2 separate regions of the Mus musculus genome follow, and region 2 is linked to region 1. Evidence: chromatin contacts called from public Hi-C data. All regions are on one chromosome and are shown on one strand. The core of a region is the stretch at or near the end of the contact, and the rest is flanking DNA. Distances in the headings are between cores, read along the strand shown. Region 1 overlaps Arsb (arylsulfatase B). Region 2 overlaps Lhfpl2 (lipoma HMGIC fusion partner-like 2).

Region 1 (5,982 bases), core at 2,226-4,725:
TAACTGTGTATCTTTCTGTTAGGGTCTTTTTCTATTGAGCTATATTTCTGCCCAGCTACTTAGTAACCTTCCTCCTGCCATCTGCTTCTTCCAAACTGAATGCGTACTTAACATAAAGCATCTAAATAGAATAACACAATTGGAGCAACCAGTAAGACATGCTATAATTTAAATGCACTATAGATGCATGGCTCTGGGAGCACTCCACATCTAAGATGGGAGACTTCTTATGTTGGAAAGGAAGAGGGAGGGAGGGAGGGAGGAGGAGGAGGGAGGAGGAGGGAGGGAAGAATATGCAGGAGTGTGTATCACAAGGGTACAGTAGGTATTAGGGAAGAGCAAAGCTTCTTCCAGTTCGCAGCAGTCAGAGGAACTTCCCCTTTGGGAGAAGGTAAAGGGGTGGGGGTGGGGGTAGGGTCTCGGTGCTTAACTCTAATAAAAAAGTGATGGCTTTCTTGTAGATTGTTTTTAGGAATCTGTTTCCAAGCAAGGTAAGGCCAAATTCAGTGCAAAGGAGCGGATCTGCATCTGCCCTGAACCCATGCGGCCAAGCACTTAGCCCTAAAGCTGAGGTCAAGATGCAAAGAAGTCAGCCAGGAGAGCATGTGTGTCCCTCTCCACCCGTGGCATTGCAGCACCACTGGCCAGCCGTGACATTATTTCTAGCTGAGTCTAAATAAGTCTTCAGTGTCCTTGAATGGCTGTTAGAAATCAGCCTTCACTGATTAACATCTTCGAAGATCTAGAGGAATGGCCTGTGCCTTGGGAACTTTTTTCATGCAGGATGAATTGATATCTGTCCTCTGATAGACTGTGGATATTTAGAATCTTTATTAAAATCCAAGTTGCATGCTTAGCAGCCTAGGTGGTTGGACAGGGGGGCAAGAGCTCACTCAGTACAGTAGTTGCAGCAGTGACCTTGATTTGATCCCTAGAACCTGAGTAAAAAAAGCTGGGTATCATCTAAGCTTTGAGTCCAGGCTCCAGGCTCAAGGACAGTGGAGGTGGGGGCATCCCTGGGGCTCACTGTCCAGGCAGCTTAGCCTAAATGCCAAACCAGGAGAGAACATGTCTCCAAAAACAATGGGAATAGCTCCTGGCAATGATGTCAGGGTTGTCCTTTGACCAATGCACATGTGCACACACACACACACACACACACACACACTAAAAACTTTACATAAAGGGCAGAAGTCATATTCTTGTATGAGAATTAAGGTTCACCCTGGACCTGGATAGACAAATACCCACATTTGTTATTTGTCTATACTGGTTTGGCCAAGTATTTGAGTTCTAGCTCTACAGTTCTTCTATTTTTAATATCATTTAATATTTATGGTTCCTATAACCAAACATATCCTGTGCCTATATCTTCCCCAGTGATAGTTTATATTAATGGAAAGGAGTGTGAAGTGTTCTCTCCAAATTCTAATACTAAGTAGATGTTAAAAACCCAAACTACTGGCTTGATCACTCTAATCACCAAGGTAAGGTTGAGGTAGTTATTTGTGTGTGTGTGTGTGTGTGTGTGTGTGCGCGCGCGCGCGCGTGCGTGCGCGTGCGTGTGCGTGAGAGAGAGAGAGAGAGAGAGAGGGGGAGGGAGAGAGAGAGAACACAAACGTGTAGAGGTCTGAGTCAGGACAGCTTTCAGGAGTCCGTTCTCTTCTTCCTCTGTGTGGATCGCAGGGATCAGACTAAGGTTGTTAGGTTTGGTGGCAAGCACCTTTCCTCATTGAGCCATCTCACCAGCCCTGAAATTATTTTTTTTGTGAATACAATTTTTTCTATTCCATATTAAGTAGTAAATATGTTGGATTTATTTCCTATAAATATAGATAAAATCACACAATAAGTTATGTTGATGTCATATACTAATTATATTCAGGACCTTGAACTTATTTGATCATGAAAAATAGTTAATCTAAAATCAATTGAATTATTACATAAGCTGTATAAGACTCTTTAATTGTCACTGTATACAAAATTCATGAGAAAGGAAAGAGCTAGGCCCATTTTTCATCATTTTAAGACTAAAAGGGAATATATTTAAGAATATAGCTAAGAGCTCATCAAAGTTTATTTCTTTTTAATAGCTTTATTAGGGTATAATTCATATACTATACAGTTTACCCAATTAACGTATTTAATTTAGCGATTTTTAAACAATGTGAGAGATTGTGCCATTATCACCACAATTCAGTTGTAGGAAACCACACACACACACACACACACACACACACACACACATGTATGTCACAAAAAGAAACCAAATCCCATGAGCAGTCATCACGGGCCTCCAGGCAACCAGAGCCCTGGGCCATCCGTCACTAACCACTTTCTGCCCTCTGTTGATTGGCCTTTTCTGAGCAAGTCTGTCAATTTAATCATAATATGCAGCCCAGCTTATTTTCACATTTTCAAAACACGATCACTTGCAGAACAACGATTAGTTGGGGCGTTTCTGTTTCTCCTGTGCTTTCCTCTTTGTTATGGGATCTGGGCTCTAGAAACAGGGGAGTTGACAGGCCACTGGGCTCAGTAAGCACTGCATCTCTGAGCAGCGGGGCAAGGTTCACAGTCTAGACAGAATGCTGCTCTTTGATCTCTGGGGCTGCTCAGCTGGGATAGAGAGCTTGTATTAGGAAAGGTTTATATTTTTCCACCAGTGGGTGTCAGCATTTGACTAAATATAACTCCGGCAAAGGCCCCGTCCATAAATAACCACAGAAATCCATCTCCCAACCTCAGTAGCAACAAATGACACGATCTGAACCCTGTTTTTAGTATTTTACAAGTAAAACCTTGTAACACATTAGTGGTGCGTTATCTTTTTTCTTAGGCAATTTTAAAGAATTAGCATCTGGTTGCTTCCTGAACTTAAACTCTGATTTCTAAAAACCTTTTCCCACAGATCAACCATGTATAAAGAGTTGACAAGCGAGAACAGATGCTCTAAAAGACTCAAGTGAGGAAGGGCCTTGGATTTCCATGTAGTGCCATTTCAGTGGTGTCTCTAACAAATATAGAGATGTTAAGAAGAGAACCCTGATTAGCCCTGTCATTTGATTAGCCTCGTCATGGGCAATCAGTTGCATTAGGCAATTAACTGCTGGAACATTCGTTTGCCTAACAAGCTTTCTGCCATGCCGACTGTTTCTTCTCCCATTCTTCTTGCAGGATACCTCCTAGGCAGTGAAGACTATTACACCCACGAGGCCTGTGCGCCGATTGAGTCTTTGAATGGTACCCGCTGTGCGCTTGACTTAAGAGATGGTGAAGAACCTGCAAAAGAGTATAACAATATTTACTCAACAAACATATTTACCAAAAGGGCTACAACCGTCATAGCTAACCACCCACCGGAGAAAGTAAGGCTTCCTCCTTTAATATTGTCAAAATCTTGTTGCTTCCAAGGGAGTGTGTGTGTGTGTGTGTGTGTGTGTGTGTGTGTGTAATATAACATTTTAGAGCATGTTCCAGTTAGCCAGAAAGGGAAGGTTGTTAGAAGTGAAGAATTTGGATCTTCCTCAGGTCTGGGAGAAAGTACTTAGGAACGCCCAAGAGATGAGTCTCACAGGAAGGGACCCTGGGCTGCAGATGGAGGAAGGCTGTCTGTCCTTCAGCATTTCAGTGGAAACCCTGCTCACTCTTATGATGCTTTATGTGTGTGCACAGTAAGTGGTTAGCAAAATCAGGCTTCAGGATTCCAGACAGGTGTCTGTGCTCGAGGCAGGGCTCCGTTGGGAAGAAGTGTTGGGAACTCAGGGGCTAGAGAAAATCCTCTCATTCTATATTTTTCTCTTCAGGATTATTTTGGTTAGTCTTAATCTTTTGTATCCCCATGCTAATTTTAGAGTAGGTTGACCAATTTTTACTAAGAAAACAGAAGTTGGCTGTTTGATTGGTTGGTATTCACTGACCAACTTAATGGAAATGACCGTCTTAGCAATACTGGGTTTTTACAATTAATATGCATGGTATATTGGTTTTTACAGACACCATAGGCGCCTATCAGGTATGTCACGTGCAGACTTAGCTGCAGGTAGGAAGAGAGAAGAGTTGTGAGAAGTCTTAAATGCAAATTGTCTGGATTCAGCACATAGGTGCTTTGGGAACAGAGCAGATTTTTGTGTTGTGAGACACTGGGCTCAAAGCGTGTCCTTATGAAGAATTGTATTAGCACACTCACAAAAATTGGCCTTCAGTGGGACATGGAAAATTTGAGAAAGTGTCCAGGTCCTTCCAGTTCTCTGCACTTTGTCTCTTTGACGATGCGTGAACCCTCAGCAGGCAGGGTTCTGGCTTGTGTATCTGTTCAGACTTAGTGACCTGCTAATGACTCTGTCTGCTACGGAATCTTCCAAGCTCTGTCTTCTATACTCTCAGTCAGTATGAGGGATTCTCCCTGGTGGCTGTTCTCAGTTTTGCCATACTTTAGGTACTTAAGAGCTGACATCGTCACCTGACATCTCTAGGTAACTATGTCTGCCATGAAACATGAAGAAAGGGGAGCATTCTCTCAAATGTTTAGAAACCTGCACATTTTAAGTCTAGATTTAAAACCAGAATGGTTGGTGGGCTAGGAAGGTGGCTTCATATAACATTAAATGGATAAGAAGATGCAACTGGGGTGAAATAGTTCTGTGGGGAGGGGGAGTTATAAGCTGGGGGCTGTGGGGAAAGGCTTGAAACCAAGGACAACAGGAGGCCCTAAGAGCCCGTGCACCACAAAGAGGTATTGTTAGCAATGGTGCCTCTTGCTGGCTGTATTATAGCTCTTAATTGTATGTGAGGCATTTTATGGATATGGCCTAATACCAAGAAAGCCAAAGTAAGGCTTTCAGGGAACTCTTTATTATCCTTTGATAGAAGGATAGAAGACACGCTGTTTGTTTAAGCAAACAGGCTTGGAGAAATGAAGTGACTTGTTCAAAGCCACGGGACTGTGTGAAGTCAGAGTCAGGATGTAACCTCTCACTTTGGACTCCAAGAGCATCTGCCTTTATTCGCCATCCCTAGTCACAGCTCGTGCAGAGATGTTGAATCCCAGTTCATATTCAGCTCCACAGTCCCGGTCTTGACAGCATATTAGGACCTCCTGGGACATTTGGAAGAAATAGTGATATCAGATATTGTAAGGCATTAATATTTCATCCCCTTATCAGTGATTCTCCGTGGTGTCCATGGTGCCGCTATGGAGATCCTGTGCACTCAGGATGGTTCCGTGAGTGTTAGCTTGATGCTCTCACAAGTACAAAGACAAGCAGATGCCAGCTTGCTGGTATTACGGGCTCACAATCTGATCTAATCATGCAACTCTATGCAGCAGAGATAAGCTGTGCACAATACAAAGTTATTCTTACTGCCTGGAGATGCTCAGCACACACAAGTCTTAATGAGCGTTCTGCTTGTCTACGTGTTCAGACACAGTGACCTGCCAGTGACTCCTTGTCTGTTTAGAACCTTCCAGGCTCCATCTTTGCTATTTTACTCAGTTTGAGGAATCTTCCCTAGTGACTGTTCTCATCTCCCCTGGTGACTGGTCTCGGCTTTGCCACACTTTGGATTTTTAAGGGTGTAATGCTGACATCTCTAGGCAACTATGTCTGCCATGAACCATGAAGAAGGGGAGCAATCTCTCAGATATTTAGGGATGTGTACAAAACAGTATTGTCTCCTGGTGCCCTCATACCACCAAGCAGCTACCAGGAAGCGTCTGTGGAGAAGTGGTTCCTTGTGGGTGGGCAGTTAAACTGGGCTGGTGGAGAAGGCACCAGAACCGAGGACAGTCACAGGCCTTAAGAGCTCACATCCCATGAGAGGGGTGCTGTTAACATGGCACTGCTCATAGATAGCGTTACCAAAATCACCAGATGGGAGATGGACATTTCCTGCCAGCGCGTGGGATGCTCTGAAGAGGTAATCAGCATGCTCAGAGCCCCCAAGCACAGACTAAAGTAAAAGAAAGAATAGTCATGTAGC
Region 2 (5,982 bases), core at 1,371-3,870, 400 kb after region 1:
AGTCCCTGAGCTGTCTAGCCAGCCCCTGGTTTTTTGAGAAATATTTGCTCATTTAATGATGACATTATTTGGTAGTTTTGAGTATTTAATCTTATGATGTGGGATTGATCCTCTATCTGACTGGTAACAGGCAGAAATTCTCCCACTCCTGTAGGCTTTCTTTTGCTGCACAAAAGCTTTTTAATTGCAGATAATCCAATTAATCAGTTCTTGCTGCTGGAGTGCTCAGAAAAGTCTGTACTTGGGCCTGTATCTTGAAGTGTTCTTCCCTTCCGGTTTCAGGTCTTATGCTGAGGTCTCTGGTTCCACCCTGAAGTAACTTGTACAGGGGGAGATGAGTGGTAGAGGTGTATTTCATTCTTTTACATGTGGGTGTCCTGGTTTCCTGTGTGTGTTACAGTGGGGGTCTGTCCCTGCATCTCCTACTTAGTCTTTGTCCGTCCAGGTCTAGACGGGACTGGAGGTGGGGCGGGGCTGTGATGCCTCCCTCCAGCACTGCCCTCCCTTCTGGTGTTCTGGGCTGGTTGGGGTCGGTTGTGCATTCATTTGGATTTTAGGATTTCTTTTTTCAGTCTATGAAGAATGCCACTGTAATGTGGATGAGATTCAAGCATCAGTTCTGAGCATTTTCTGGTAGAGGGCTTAGGGTTTTTGTTAAGCCAGCTTTGATACCAGGGTTTAATGGATGGAGAGTCTGCTTTTGGAAAGCTGGTAGCTCCTGGCAGTCTGGCTCTCTTTGGCTCTTTGGGGCCAGAGCTAATGGCTTCTGGCAGTTAAATCTCTTTTACTCTCTGGGCCAGAGCTGATAGCAATTGACTCCTGCTGATAGCAGCAGGGGATTAGAAAAACTTAATTACGTGGGCCATGGAGAAAGAAAAAGAAAAACCCCACACATCAGTGGATGAAGCAAAGGGGCCCCAACTCGCCTTTACTTTTGCTCCCAGCTTTTATACTGTCTCAGACAAAAGTTCTCTATGTAAGAAAAAAATGACCTCATAGAAGTTCAAAGCGATAGTTATATATGCCTTGCTTTGTCATGGTGCCCACCTGTGGCCTCGTCCTTGGGCCTGACCTGGAGCGAATGCTGTCTTTGGTCATTAATTTGTTCCCAGCTTATTTTTCTTCCTCATGCAGTGTGTGCCTGTACCGTACGGAAGCTCACTGGACTCCTTCTCAGCAGCCTTTACTTACATTCTATGAGGAGGGGACACTTTTTATTCTGGATTCTAACTTTATTATATCTTTTTGGCAAAACAACTTAAACCATCTCCCTTATACTTTCTATCAGTTATTCTAATAAGTTCCTAAAATTATCTGAATCAAATCAGGAAGTCTATAAAATCATTAATTCATCTAAACAGCATTAATCCACGAAAGTGGGTCTGCAGGAAATTTGCCCAATGGGGTGGGTTAATACCCAGGAATCAATCATAACCGACTACAGGCAGAAGGGGTCTTTCTTTGCCCAATCACGCCCTGTCAGAACAATGAGGAACACAGCAATGGCAAACAAGAAGGCACATCAAGAGCAAGAGCAATCCTGGGATGCGGGCTCTGGGGTCCACCTATCCTCTCAGCCATTTTCTGTTTGTACCATTTCTTTCTATTGCCTTATTGCGGTAAGACTTCAAACACAATACTGACTAAAATTGTAGTAGACCTTTATCTCTAGCCCCTAACTCTGGATGTAATTTTCCCCCATTTCCTGTGCACGTTAGAGGTTTTTCATATAAACCCTTAGAGATGTGTTATTGTTGTTGTTTAAGATTTATTTATTTTATATGAGTACACTGTAGCTGCCTTCAGACACACCACAAGAGGGCATCAGAACTCATTACAGATGGTTGTGAGCCACCATGTGGTTGCTGGGAATTGAACTCGGGACCTCTAGAAGAACAGTCAGTGCTCTTAACCTCTCAGCCATCTCTCCAGCCCCAGATGCGTTGTTCTTTGAAGTTTAACATGAAAGGATGTTAAAGTTTGTCAAAGGTCTTTTCCATATCGGCTGAGATGGTGTAGATTTTTGTCCCTACATCTTATTTCTCTGTTGTAGTTTACATTTGTTGAACTGTCCTGGCAGCCCTGGAATTAAAACCAAGATGGCCGTGGTGTTGATGTCTTGGGTGTATGACTGTGTTGAGAACTGTGGGTCTGTGGCTTTTGTTCTCGGGCATGTTCTCATATCTGGTTTTGGTATCAGGGTTAGGGTTAGCATTCCTGACTTTTAAAACTGTAACTGTAGTGGTTGTCCCCGCTGTGCTTTGTGCGATAGTTTGAAGAGCATAGTGTTAGTTCACCCCTACAGTGGCCCAGTGATGGGCTCCTTTTGTTGGGAGACGGTCAGTCTCACTGGACATAAGAGAGCTATTTGTTTTTCTCTTCTAGATTTTCCAATCTCCTAGTGACCCTTAAATTTCACTTGCAGCTGTTATTTTTTTTTTCCTTTTGGCTTGGCTTAAGAGTTGTAGGTCTTGTTTTATTACAGAAATACCATTTACAGACTTTACAAACCACACCCACCCTTTAGGTTTAAGATTGGTACACTTTTATGATGGTGAATCAGGCAGGTCTTGATTCAGGCAAGGCTTGGAATGACAAATGACTCATCCACTTGTGAGCTCTGGAACTGACTCCATCCCCTGCATGAGACTGCTGTCCCCAGCTGTCCACACACAGTGCATTGTCCCTGTTAGCCTTTCACTTACAAAGGCCCCAATCCTTGGTCCTTGTTGCTGCTGCCATCTCTTTAGCTACCACACTAGAGCTTAGTCTGGCCATAGACTAAAACCCGCCCTCCCTTACAGCACAGGGCTGTCAGCTGACATTCTACTGGGAATCATGGTTTCCTTTCCCCTTCTTCGTGAGCTGCTTGTACTGGTGAGTGGCCAGGCCTAGGGTAAGGCCACTACCTAAAGTTGTTTCTCTAGTCCTCACTTAGGTTAGACCAGGCAGGAAACCACCTCTAAATTGTTGAAACCCTGTGACTTGTGAACATGCAGCAGTGAGGGCCAGAACAGTGCTGGCCGAGTGGGGTACGTGTGTGCTGGTGTGTGTGCAGGGCGGAGCTCACTGAAAGCCATTTAGACAGCAAAGTGCCATGACACTGGCAGTTTGTTTCTATAGAGGCGTAGACATACACCTCTCCCCTTGGCATGCAGGTCAAACAATGCTTTTCGTGGGTGTAGGTTAAGAGTTAGTCTTAAGGCTCCTGACTTTTGTCTATAACTAGGCTGAGGCCACAAGGTTCTGAGTGAATTACTTTATACCAGTGATTGGCAAGCTCTGTCAAAAGCTAGATCATAATTTGTGTTTTGCAGGCCAGGTGTTCAGAAGGAAGCATGTCTCTGTTCTAATGTGTTCTAATAAAACTTTATTATGTGTTATTATTGGGTTTGGCATGTATGTATACCGTATGCATGCTTGGTACCTATGGAGGTCAGAAGAGGCTGGCTGTCAGGTCCTCTGGACCGGTAGTGAGCTACCGTTGGGTGCTAGAACCAAACCGTGTGCTGTACAAGAGCAATATGCACTCTTCCTGCGGAGCCATCTCTTCAGACCCTTTGTAAAGCCATATTTGGCCTTAGTAAGCCTCTTAACACCAAGAAACAGGAGCAAACTCACTGGTGGAGTCACATGCCACCATACACAAACTGGCTGGAAATACTAGGTAAGCTCTCTTCCCCCTCATCTAGACTCCATACTTAAAAGTGTGCCTGGTAAAGTGACCTTGGCTATTCAGGTCAGGCTTCTATCCAAGACACTAACACTTTTCTATTGTAGAGTGGATGGCCCCGCCCAAAGCCAGCGACCATAAGGGCCCGGCAGATGCTGCAGGTTGCCTAGGCACCAAAGGCTTCACCTGTTTTCTCTTCTGTCCCTCAGGTCTGTTCCTTATCCTCGGCCTGATCCTCTACCCCGCAGGCTGGGGCTGCCAGAAAGCCATAGACTGTGGACGGTATGCGTCCCCCTACAAACCTGGAGACTGCTCCCTGGGCTGGGCCTTCTATACTGCCACCGGGGGCACGGTCCTCACCTTTATCTGTGCTGTCTTCTCTGCACAAGCAGAAATTGCAACCTCCAGTGACAAAGTCCAGGAAGAAATTGAAGAGGGGAAAAACCTCGTCTGCCTCCTTTAATCTGGAAGCCATTCCTGCCACCGTTACCTTTCTTTATGGCCTAGTGACACAGTCTTCATCATTTGAACCAAGTGAAGAACCAGTCGTGACCTACTGGAGCTATCTTCCACAGCCCCGGCCGGGCCTTCCTGGGACCAGTGAGGGGCATCACCCACCAAGCAGCGCTCTTGGACATGCTGGCTGCAGTGCAGATAATGAGACCAGACAAGGACATGGAATAGCCCCTGGGGAGTCCTGTCGGAGACTCCATGTCCCCAGGGCTCAATGAAGGATAGTGATGACCTGACTCACCAAGGCAGGCGGTGATCTCTCTGGCAGCAGAGAAGAGGTTTACCCAGCCTCGGGGTAGTTGGAGGCAGGATTTGGTCCATAGCTTTGTGCTTATGAGCATCTCAGAATGGTGGCTGGAGGAGGGGTCTTTCTCTTCTTCCTAGTTCTCTCATGTTGTCTTACTTGGAGACTAAAAGGAAAATTACAGACTTACTGATGACAGGTTCTATGCTGAAGGTCACAGCAAGGTAACCAAGTTTTGCTTAACTGCACAAAGGGCTTAACAGGGGCAGTGCAGAACCCCACAGTGGACCTACTCCAGTTTGAGTGCCAGGGTGAGAGGATCAGTGGAGCTCTCCTCAGGATTTGAATAAAGACAGACAATCACATAAGAATAAAAGTACAGGCCCCTGGCAGTAAGGCAGATAGCTGCCTGCTCCCTGCAGCCAGCCTAGCGCCTGTGATAGCCCTGTCTCCTCTGGCGGTTTTTCTAGGGTTGGCGTTGTACTTGGCTGCTCAGGGAAACCAGTGTTCTCTGCCTTCAAGGACTTCAGCCTCCAGACCAGCTGTGGTTCGTGCAGATGTTCACAGGGAGGGGTGGGCAGAACCTCAGCGTTTGCAGACTGAATTTTCCTGTCTCTGCTTTCCAGCCCCATTGGCACTGCTCGCAGAGAAAGCAGGAGCTAGGCCTGGAAGCGTCTCCAGCTTCTGGTGTTGGTCCACAGAGCTTGCTGACGCTGGCTCACTGCCCTGCATCAAGAATCCCATCCCCAGGTTAGCGTGAAAGCAGGGGCTGGACCAAGCTCACTGCACCTGCCTACGCAGGGCACAGAACCACTTTGCCTACTAAAGAGGACTCAGGGCTTTTAATCCCGTTTCCATAAGTTACCCATTTGACCAAAGCAGCCAGAAACACCTGAGTCTGGCATCATAAGAACCATGCAGAGACAGAGACCCTCCCTAGCGGTGCAAGTGGAGTGGACCTAGTTGGTTCTAGAGAGACGTTCAGCTGAGGGCTTTGTCTTAAATAGTGACGCACCTTCTACTGGCAGGTGTTTGGTCATCAGGTTTACAACCCTGGTTCAGAGTTTACACCCTTGTCCCAGTGAATCACTTAAAAGCTATGTTGGTTTAGAGCCAAGCCTTGGTTCAGAACAACTCCCTGATATATAGATGGGCTAGGCCCACTGGGGATTAATTATAGTATATTTGCCCTTTGACCAATATCAGAAACCATCCTCTCTCTCATGCAGATGAAGGTTATGAATCAGATATTAAGCTCAGTTTTGAGCCAGTATTCAAAATAAGCAAGTAGAGACCCTGTGGCTTCTTTAGAGGAGAAGGGGGAGGCACCCTAAGCACCCCGAAGAACACTCAGGACACAGGAACAGATCACTAAGTCCATGTGCCACGGAGCATGTGGCAAAAGCGCTCATCTTCCCTGGGTACTGACGCTGCCCTAAGCAAGTCCTCTGGCAGCACAGTCACTGTTGCCGACCTGGGCTAAGTACTTTGCACGAAACACAGTTTTGTTCATTAGGAAGACTGTGACAGAACCACTTCGCTTTCCTTGAAT

The links. A called contact is a pair of places that touch in the nucleus more often than the background predicts.
Region 2: a contact with region 1 is called in a Hi-C map of the N1E-115 cell line, with 9 times the contacts expected there. The contact joins two enhancer-like sites. A contact is called at or near these places in 3 of 39 promoter capture datasets (the 3T3-L1 cell line, hippocampal neurons and liver), 4 of 15 datasets of contacts at CTCF or cohesin (the NIH/3T3 cell line, embryonic stem cells, large pre-B cells and 1 more), 149 of 484 Hi-C or Micro-C datasets (the 3T3-L1 cell line, 3T3-L1-derived adipocytes, the AML12 cell line and 80 more), 12 of 115 datasets of contacts at active chromatin or transcription factors (the NIH/3T3 cell line, astrocytes, bone marrow-derived dendritic cells and 8 more) and 2 of 9 other capture datasets (embryonic stem cells and embryonic tail).

What each region holds. Positions count from the first base shown.
Region 1 is chr13:93,790,851-93,796,832 of GRCm38.p6, forward strand. It overlaps Arsb (arylsulfatase B), which reads left to right. Exons shown (of 8, transcript NM_009712.3): 3 at 3,178-3,368. Among named protein-coding and RNA genes, the nearest start is that of Mir5624, 3.1 kb to the left of the region's middle. Within about 2 kb of position 3,476, at least 1 of the 459 cell types and tissues checked has an H3K27ac peak or open chromatin away from gene starts, as enhancers often do. A contact at or near this core is called in the N1E-115 cell line, where this site is marked.
Region 2 is chr13:94,187,966-94,193,947 of GRCm38.p6, forward strand. Lhfpl2 (lipoma HMGIC fusion partner-like 2) reads left to right here. Exons shown (of 4, transcript NM_172589.2): 4 at 3,883-5,982. The coding sequence ends at 4,136. It overlaps LOC115488151 (a long non-coding RNA gene), which reads left to right. Exons shown (of 2, transcript XR_003950582.1): 2 at 1-1,637. Among named protein-coding and RNA genes, the nearest start is that of Scamp1, 94 kb to the right of the region's middle. Within about 2 kb of position 2,621, at least 47 of the 459 cell types and tissues checked have an H3K27ac peak or open chromatin away from gene starts, as enhancers often do. A contact at or near this core is called in the N1E-115 cell line, where this site is marked.